Linked DNA regions of Hordeum vulgare: region 1 is linked to region 2. A link is a contact called in public Hi-C data. All regions are on one chromosome and are shown on one strand. Each heading gives the region's core, a stretch centred on a gene start, on an enhancer-like site or on the middle of the called end of the contact. The rest is flanking DNA. Distances are from core to core; before and after follow the strand shown. Region 1 has its middle 33 kb from the start of LOC123413467. Region 2 holds the start of LOC123411526 (E3 ubiquitin-protein ligase RGLG5-like).

The links. Hi-C and Micro-C count contacts between places; a contact is called where the count stands out from the background.
Region 1: a Hi-C map of seedling shows a contact between it and region 2, with 5 times the contacts expected there. The contact joins the enhancer-like site here to the promoter of LOC123411526 in region 2. A contact is called at or near these places in 4 of 6 Hi-C or Micro-C datasets (leaf and seedling) and 1 of 1 datasets of contacts at active chromatin or transcription factors (embryo).

Annotation. Positions count from the first base shown.
Region 1 is chr7H:532,265,329-532,270,395 of MorexV3_pseudomolecules_assembly, reverse strand. No RefSeq gene overlaps it. Among protein-coding and RNA genes, the nearest start is that of LOC123413467, 33 kb to the left of the region's middle. Within about 2 kb of position 1,500, at least 3 of the 3 cell types and tissues checked have open chromatin away from gene starts, as enhancers often do. A contact at or near this core is called in leaf and seedling, where this site is marked.
Region 2 is chr7H:532,145,172-532,150,390 of MorexV3_pseudomolecules_assembly, reverse strand. It overlaps LOC123411526 (E3 ubiquitin-protein ligase RGLG5-like), which reads left to right and starts at 3,485. Exons shown (of 12, transcript XM_045104492.1): 1 at 3,485-3,827; 2 at 4,497-4,732. The coding sequence starts at 4,520.

The DNA of each region.
Region 1 (5,067 bases), core at 251-2,750, 120 kb before region 2:
GAAACTATCAAAACAGGCATTAGCTATTTTTAAAATTTTAGGTCATTTTTTAAATGCATTAACATATTTTGAATTAGAAATCATTTTGTTAAATGCTTTTAATAATTTTTAATACATGGAATTGTATTTGAGATCATGGACTTTTCTTATTGTACAAACATTTTTCTACAATTGCAAACATTTTATTGTATATGCGAGCATTTTTCACAAAACTCCGAGCAGTTTTTGAAGTCACAAACATTTTAATTTTTTAAATATGTTGATTTATAATTTTCAGTTTATTAAAATATTAAAGATTATTTGAAGTTCTGAATTATTTAAAATATAAAAATAAAACGGAACTGCAATAAATAAATAAACGGAACTAAAAGCAGGCGTATGTGCATGGGCCGGCCCATATGGTGTGCTGGAAATTCTCCCAGCATGCAGAGCGTAATATAGGAGGTTTTTACATGGGCCGGTCCAGTCCAATATTTTTCGCTTTGTGAAACATTTTTAATTACTTATCGGTGGCATGGTGGGTAATTTATGCAAACTTTAGGGGTAATTTTCAAGACGGACAACCAGAAACCGTATTTGCTTTATTATTAGGGAGAGATGTACGTGGGGCTTTCCTTTTAATTAGTTAGGCCTTTTAGTAGAGAATAGATCTTGACCATTCAATTTTAAATCTAATGGTTAAATTAATTTTGATGATATGGATTAACGTGAAGACTCGAATGGTGCATTCAATTAGTAAATACTCCCTCTGTCCCAAAATAACCGTCTCAACTTTGTACTAGCTCTAGTACAAATTTGTACTAAGCTTAAGACACTTATTTTGGGACGGAGGGAGTAGAAGATAGAAGATAGAAGATGCTTGTTGTTGTGAAAACTAATGCAGTTCTCTTCAACAATAAGTATTTAGATATAGAGGGAGTATCCCATCGCTTAGCTCAGATTGGACATCATTACATGCGCACGCCTGTTTGGCTTAAATCTGAACCTAGTGAGATTGATTTGCTTCACCATCATGATTGTAATCCTCGGGTTTAAGCAATAGAAATCTCGTTTTCCTGAAGAAAAAATAATCTTTTGTTCCCCAGGTACAATTCACGAGCATGGTTAGGTTAGAGAGACCATCGCCTTCCGGTTTACACTTTGATACATTTGTCAAACCGAAATGCAAACGCGTGTACTTTGGCAGATCGACAGTCATCTCTGCACGTCTCCCTCGTGAGGCAATCCAACATGTCATGTATTGTAACCCACATCTCACGGTCACATAGGTCCCACGTGAGTGTCCGAGCAGTGCACGCCAGCCGCCGAAGTTTTCCCCAGATCAGATTAACCACGCAAAACCTTATAATCTACGAGTACTATTAGTAGACTTCAGATACTGCCCAGCTGTAAAACCGGGACTACGATCTGCCAACAACCAGAAGAGCATCATGTAGCTCTTCCACCGTGCACTTGCTCAGACTCTCGACTTTCTTCTAAGTGGATAATGATCATCCACTACTACTCGTAAGCCATAGCATTACTCATGTGGATGAAAGAGACAAGTGTCGTGTCCACTGATCCATCTGTAGCTCGGTTCCTTCGGATGTCATTTTCCGCGAGAGAGACGGTGCATGAGTTTAGAGGAGCACACAGGAAACATTTGCCCCCGGCCCAGCAGTTGACTTAGACTTCAGCACCATTTGGTCCTCTTTATCTATTTTTCTTTGAAGCTGTTCCCGGTTACTATTATTTTTTATGATGGTTCTTTCAGGTAAAATACTCGCTCTGTCCAATAATATAAAATGTTATTACAATCAATGATGCAATATCTGTTATTGATTACAATCAATAAAATGTTATTACAATCAATGAAGCCAGCTTTGCACGGGTAGGTTGGCTTACGTAATCATATTATTGAAACACACGTAAGGGTGAACCTCAAAGATAGTAAATCAGGGGGGGCGATGTCGTGCGACTCTCGTTGGTGCGTGTCGTGCTGACTCACATTGGTGCGTGTCGTACGCGGCAGACCTCATCGCCGCTCGACAGGTTCGGTTCGACGACGGCATCCTGTGGCTCCGGCGGGATGCTTTCAGGATCGTACTCCTCGACGCGAGAGGGGGGAGGATGGTGGATGCCCAATTCTTATGGCGGAAGAGGAGATATTGTAACGTTCCCCTGTCACTTTGCTAGGGTTCGGGACAGGATTCCGATCATCGAAGATTCCCCTGTCGGCAAAGACAAGTCCAATGACGACGGCCCAGTGCACTGAATGAAGCAGTTCATGATGAATCTTGCAGTTGTGCCCAGTGCACTGGATCCAATGACCCAGTTTTGTGACCACACTTGGTCTAGCCAAGTAACCAAGGTTTCAGAAAAGGACAAGACACATAAAGAGCCGCTTCAATTCCATCCACGATTATATCATGGAGGAATACATAAACATTTGCAAAGTACATACATGTCTGAATGTTGTAGATCCGTTGACTAGACTTCTTCCATGAGGAAAACATGATCAGCACCAGAACTCTATGGGTGTTAAATTCATTACCATGTAATACTAGATTATTTACTCTAGTGCAAGTGGGAGACAGTTGGAAATATGCCCTAGGCGCAATAATAAAGTAGTTATTTTCATATTTCCCTGTTCATGATAATTGTTTATTATCCATGATATAGTTGTATTGATTGGAAACTCATATACATGTGTGTGTACATAGACAAAAAAGTGTCCCTAATATGCCTCTACTGGACTAGCTCGTTGATCAAAGATGGCTAACGTTTCCTAGCCATAGACATGAGTTGTCATTTGATAACGGGATCACATTATTAGGAGAATGATGTGATGGACAAGACCCAAATCTTAAGCATAGCGTTTGATTGTATACCGTTTGCTGCTATTGCTTTCTGCATGTCAATGCATCTTCCTATGACCATGAAATCATTCAACTCACTTACACTAGAGGAATGTCTTATGTGTATCAAACATCACAATGTAACTAGGTGACTATGAAGATGCTCTACACGTATGTCCGAGTGTGTCTATGGAGTTGGTATGGATCAAGATTGGGATTTTTCTTACGCCCACTCGGTAATACAACATCACGTAAGCTTGCAAGCAATGTGACTAAGGAGTTAGTCATGGGATCTTGTGTTACGAAACGAGTAAAGAGACTTGCCGGTAACAAGATTGAACTAGGTATGAAGATACCAATGATCAAATCTCGGGCAAGTAACATACCGATGGAAAAAGGGAACACCATACGGGATTAGCTGAATCCTTGACACCGTTGGTTCGCCGGATATAGATCTTGGTAGAATGTGTGGAAACCAATATGGGCATCCAGGTCCCGCTATTTGTTATTCATCATAGAGGTGTCTCGGTCATGTATGCATAGTTCTCAAACCCGATCTACACACTTAACGATATAGTTGAGTTATTGTATTGGTAACTCTAGGTTGTTTGGAGTCTCGGGTAAGAACTCATACATGACGAGGAGCTTCAGAATGGTCCGGAGGTAAATATTTCTATATAGGGAGTGCCAAAAGGGTTCCGGGGTCCACCGAAAGGGGCCCACCACCCTCTATGGGGCCCCATGGGCTGAGTAGGATGCGCACTAGCCCCTGGTGGGCTGGCGTCCCTCCCCATCTAGGCCCATGCGGCTGGGCTGGTGGAGGGCAAGCCGATAGGGTGACGCCACCCTAGCTTGGGTGGCAAGACACCTCTTGGCCACTGCCCACACCCTAGGGGAAACCCTAGGATGACCCTCCTCCACCCCTCCTCCTATATATATGAGAGAATTTGGACACACCCCTTGCACAAGTCCTTAGCGGTGCCCTTCCTCTCTCTCTCGTAGTACTTCTCCATCGTGATCACGGCAACGCTTGGCGAAGCCGTGCCGAGATCACACCACCACCACCGCCACCACACCATTGTGTTGTCGGAGAACTCAGCTGCTACTTCATCCATGCTTGCTAGATCGAGGTGCTGAAGGCATCATCAAGTTGTACGTGCGCGGAACACAGAGGTGCCGTCCGTTCGACACTTGATTGGTACGTTTGTGATAGGATCGAGGGATGGATCGTGATTGGGTCGCAAAGACGTGCGACTACATCAACCGCATTTATCAACGCTTCTGCTTAGCAATCTGCAATGGTATGTGGATGCACTCTCCCTCTCGTAGATGTTGATCTCCATAGATTGTTCTTGGTGAGCGTAGGAATTTTTTTGTTTCCCATGCGACATTCCCGAGCATGCTCTGCTAGGATAAATGGAAAAATATTATTTATTTTGAATAGTGTGCTATGTTGGCGGGCACACAAGTATATATATGGATCATAGCCTTGGGCAAGCAATGTGCTCGCACGCGTCGTGCTAGCTCGATGTTCCTTATATGCTAAGTTCCCATTAATTTACGACGTTTTATGAACACATCACCATTTCCCGCCATTTCATCACCGGTTTCCTACCGCCACCCAGAGATATTTGTGCATAAACCTAGGCCACGTGCGACACACCGAGGCACCAAGCACAGCCTGTAGCACATCCACCTTTGCATGTGAACCCAGGAAGCCATCGAGGCCGAGGCGCTCCCCGGCAACGCGATGGGCGACACCGTGCTACGCGTCATCACCAGGGTTGAGCAGACCCTTCGTGCAGGGCGCCTCAGTGCCGCGGATCAAGATAGGCATGTCAGCACCGAGAGGCTACAACTCGTCGCACAACATCATCGATGGTGCGCCGCAGAGCAAGCTATGTGCGTCCGCATCGATAGGTTGTGGCTCGCCACAAAGCGAGACCGTTGGAGCAACGTAGAGTGAGAGGCGCGGCGCGCCACATAGCAAGAGCGGATCCATCGGTGCTTGCCTGTTGTCGACAGGGTGTCGCATCTGGTGAAAGCAGATATGCTCCCTTGGTGATTTTGATAATTCATGACAATGTACATTGTCTCTTCGACTAACACTTTCACCTAGATATTTCAGGAATAGTCCATATAGAGCTTTGGCTAAGTATTATGTGGAGATGCCCCTTGATGCAAGAAAGGAATAGGATTGGCTCAAGCGTCAAGCTAGAAGACTCTTCAT
Region 2 (5,219 bases), core at 2,236-4,735:
CAAAGGACATCTATGCTAGGTAGCATGAAAGCATCAAAAATTCATTCTTTATCACTTCCCTACTCGAGGACGAGCAGGAGTTAAGCTTGGGGATGCTTGATACATCTCAAACGTATCTATAATTTTTGATGGTTTCATGCTGTTATCTTGTCATCTTTGGATGTTTTATGTACCTTTTATATCTTTTTGGGACTAACTTATTAATTCAGTGCCAGTTCCTGTTTTTTCTGTGTTTTTGGCTCTTTTCAGATCTGATTTTGGAACGGAGTCCAAATGGAATAAAATCCCTCAAATGATTTTTTCCCGAACGAAGGAAGATCAGGGGGCCTGTGGGCCAAGCCAAGAGGGCTACAGGGAGCCCACAAGCGCCCACTCCGCCACCAGAGGGAGCGGCGATGGGCAGGCTTGTGGCCTCCCTGGCGCCCCCCTGACCTAGATCTTGCACATATATATTCCCTAAAAATCAGAAAAAAATCAAGGGAGCCACGAAAATACTTTTCCGCCGCCGCAAGCTTCCGTTTCCGCGATATCTCATCTGGAGACCCTTCCCAGCGCCCTGCCGGAGGGGACTTTGGAGTTGGAGGGCTTCTTCATCATCATCATCGCCCCTCCAATGACTCGTGAGTAGTTCACTTCAGACCTACGGGTCCGTAGTTAGTAGCTAGATGGCTTCTTCTCTCTCTTGGATCTTCAATACAAAGTTCTCCATGATCTTCATGGAGATCTATCAAATGTAATCTTCTTTGGCGGTGTGTTTGTCGAGATCCGATGAATTGTGGATTTGTGATCATATTATATATGATATATATTTGAGTCTTTGCTGATTTCTTATATGCATGATTTGATATCCTTGTAAGTCTCTCCGAGTCTTGGATTTTGTTTGGCCAACTAGATCTATGATTCTTGCAATGGGAGAAGTGATTGGTTTTGGGTTCTTACCGTGTGGTGACCTTTCCCAGTGACAGTAGGGGCAGCAAGGCACACATTGTGTAGTTGCCATCAAGGGTAACAAGGTGGGCTCCGTCGTAGATATGAGATTGTCCATCTACATCATGTTATCTTGCTTAAGGCGTTACTCTGTTCTTTTGGACTTAATACACTAGATGCATGCTGGATAGCGATCGATGTGTGGAGTAATAGTAGTAGATGCAGAAAGTATCGGTCTACTTGTTTTGGACGTGATGCCTATAGATATCGCCACAACTTTGCGCGGTTCTATCAATTGCTCGATAGTAATTTGTTCACCCACCGTCTACTTGCTTTCATGAGAGAAGCCACTAGTAAACACTACGGCCCCCGGGTCTATTCACATCTATCGTTTCCACTTTTGTTTTTTACTTTGCTTTGTTACTTTGCTGCTTTCAGTTCTCACTTGGCGAACAATCCATAAGGGATTGACAACCCCTTCATAGCGTCGGGAGCAAGCTTTTTGTGTTTGTGCAGGCACTTGTGATACTCCTTCACTGGATCGATACCTTAGTTCTCAAACTGAGGGAAATACTTACCACCGTGGTGCTACATCACCCTTTCCGCTTCGAGGGAACACCAACGCAAGGCTCCAAGGCCACGGGGGAAATACTTTGCATATTTGCCTAGGAAGTCCCTTAAGGCGTAGCCGTAGCAGAAGGATTCCCGGTGCCGTTGCTGAGGAGTATCATGCAACACTCCTATTTCTGGCGCCGTTGGAAGGTCTTTTGTTGCAGTAGTAGGCCCCGAGGGACCGACAGCGAGTATGCGTGCACGACACCCGTCCAGGGGTTGTAGCCACCGGCCCAGGGCGCGGTGGACTGCTGCTGTTGATGTTGCCGACGAGGGGCGCCACCCGCTTGCTACTGCTCCTGCTTACGACCGCCGCGGCCGCCGCGACGGAGCCTGTCGGTGGGCGCGGGAGGTGGCGGGGGCGCACTGTAGGCCACCTACGGCAGGGACAACAACGACGGTTGCTGCAAGGGTGCGGGGCCCCGCTGTTGTTGGGAAGCAGCCGACGATGGAGGAGGGCCACCGTGGGTGGTGCTGACGGCGAGAGCGACGTGCATGGCCCGACTCTTCACCTTCTTCATCCAGCGTTCCTCCAGCCGAAGATAGGCCACGAACTTGGCGAAGGAGGGAGAGGTTGGTCGCGGCGTTGCCGAAGTCCTCGTTGAGGCCGGCGATGAGCGTGGTGAAGGGTATCGTCATTAGTTTCCGCACCAATGTCGCGGAGCTCGTCTGCAAGAGTCTTGAGTGGGAGACAGTAGTCGTCGACGGAGGAGTTGTCCTGGTGGCACCCAAAAAACTCTTGTTGTAGAAAAACGCGACACTGAAGGCGATTGTCGGTGAAGAGCCCGTTCAGCTTGGTCCAGACGACGCATGCATCGTCACCGTCGTGCACGACCGTATGAAAGAGGTTGGGCGAGATGGTGAGGAGGAACCAGTGGATGAGCGTGGCGTCGATGGCGGACCACTCATGATGGTCGGGCATGAGGCTGGAGTCGACGGAGCCATCCACGTGGTCGGGGAGGTTGTACTCCCGAAACACAAGGGAGAAGTAGGTCTTCCAAGCATAGTAGGAGGAGTTGGTCTAGGCAAGACGGATAGGAACCCGCTCGTGGATGTTGAGGTTGCGGATGTCGGCGGCGTCGGGTTGGAGCCGGTCGTGTACGGCATGAGGTGGGCGGCGGCGGCGCGGGAGAGGCACGACGGCAGCGGTAGAGGAGGTGGTGGCGGCGACGGCATCTCCGCCGCCGGGCGGAAGCTAGGGTTGGAACCTAAAAACCGATACCATATATGATGATGAAATTACACAATGTATTGATCAGGTACAACTGCACGTATATATGTTATACAAGATGGGCCACAAGATAAAACTAGAAAATGACTAAATAGACAATATATATACACATAACATATACTCAACAGTTTCAAACGCTACGTGTCAATGACGCGAACAAGTGTGGTTTTTATCCAAATTCTTGCTTCGGGTCAACTCCCGACAGACACACAGTGTGCCAAGGACAAACCCACGACGTGTAGTTTTTGCCAGATACACACCATCGCCATCGGCCTACGTCGCCCCGCGATACACAAGCCCCCAAAATGCGGCACATAACATAATGCAATCCACGTGTCCCGTGTGACCGTCCCATCCATTGAGCCGGTGAGCGCCGCCTGATCTCCTTCGTGACGAGGACCAGGCTAACCACGCAGCCGCACCGCACGGCCTCACCCTCACTGCAGCCTAACTGCCAGCCCGAAAACCGGGACCGCGACCCGCCAACCACCGGGCCACCCAACAACGCCGCAGCCCACCCTCCTCCGTGGCGCGCGCGCGCAGCAGCAGCAGAGAAAAGATGCTCGCACGCTCCATCCCTCCCTGGACCTTTTCGCCGCCAGTGGACAGGATAACCATCCAAGCCGGTAGGGTAACTCCAGCGCACTACGGCTCTCAAACTAACCTTTTTGTTTTTCCCCCTGGGGTTGGTTGGTGCCCGCCGATGACCGAGACAAGTGCGGCACCAACACCAAGCTCGACGACTAATCCGCCCGAGCTCTCCCCATCCATCCATCCATCCATTGAATACCACTCCTACTCCTAGTTCCGAAGCTTCGGATATCGTTTTCAGATAGAGAGCGCCAACTGCATTGCCTCCGTGGCCGGCGATTGACTTGACCCGCGCCACCGCTCCGCTGCCCCCAGATCATAGTTTATCCCGTCGTGCCGGGCGTACAAATCTTGGTCTCGGCTGACTCGGCCTATCCCCTTCTTCACCCCCTCCACTCTACCGACCCTCTTCCCTCCCGGAGCAGTGGCCCGCGACCTTGGACGACGCCGAGCGCAGGCCAGCAGGGTAAGCACGCACCTCCCCGCGCAGATTGCTGGTTGATCTCTTTATCATTCGCGGGTGCTGTTGGGCGCGCGCGAGAATTCCGGGTGTTCGTTTCCCGGGGTCGCTCGATTCTGGCTCCGCCGGCAAGTTGGTACAATCCCGTATCTCCCCGCTCCGGCTCGCCGCCGTCTTGTTTCTTTCTTGGCGAGGGTGCGCGATTCTCCGTGAGAGCGCGAGGTGTTTGGATCTGATCGTCTGAGGCAGTTCGTTAGTAGTAGTAATTGGCGTTTTTTTAGATGATTATATTTTTACAGGCCGTTGTCTGATCTCGTTCAGACATTTCGATATGCCCGATGCTTGTATGTAGTAGTAGGAAGTTAGGAACTGGGCCTTCTGCAGGTGCCAGTCTCCAGTATTGGCAATGAGGAGGAAATGTGGGGGGTATGGGGAGGCTGTGGCTGTTTTAGGGTGTGGAACTTCCCTGTTCTGGGTTACAAAGTCACCCCTCCTGGAATTAGGAACTCGTCCAAAGAGTTCACCTGTAATTGATGGGTGGATCATGTTCTGCAAAAACTCTAGGATTTCTTCATTTCTTCATTTATTGTTTATTTTTTATTTTATGTGAAAAGTACCTGCCTTGTCTCCAGCTAGTTGTGTACACAAGTAATGATATTCTCTTCTGTTCGCCAGGAAGTTCATCCGAGTGTTGAGGAATGGGGCAGAAGGACTCCAAGCCGTCGTATAACTCTGCTTACGACTATGGGAATTCATCCAACGGGTATAACTCGAGGTATGCAAACACGCCCTCCAGTTACAGCCCAAGGTATGCCTCTGCGGCGGGTAACAACGTGCAGCAGCCAGAGGCACAGGCCAGGCTGCAGAGGAAGTATTCCAGGATCGGCGACGACTACCGTTCCGTCAGTCAAGTATGTATGATGGCCTTTTGTGCCTTCGGTTCTCTTATTTACTTTTGATGCATGGTTTTCAACTTGATGTGGCTGAATGGTACCGTTCATCTTATTTCGTTGTCTCAGGTGAATTTTGGAATATAAACTATCTTTAGTAGAATTAGTTCTATGTATATGGGTATTTCAAGAAGGATACACAGTTTTTGTTTGTATGCAGGATCCTAATCCAAGGTTTGGTGATGATAAAATAAAATTTCCTGCAGTTGGATTTTACTTCTGCAAAGAAACTGACATCTTCTATAAGATGTCATTGCTATTTACTTTCCAGTGCATTTTCAGTAAAGACCTTGATATCTGCAATCAGGCTTGTGGACTATTAAGCCGAGAACTATAACAATCAAACATCTAAAATTGGGCAGTCCCATTAATTCATGGCTTTGCTACTTCACCTGCACAAAAGATATAAATAACTAACATGTGGATATGGTGCTGCTGTACTATACTG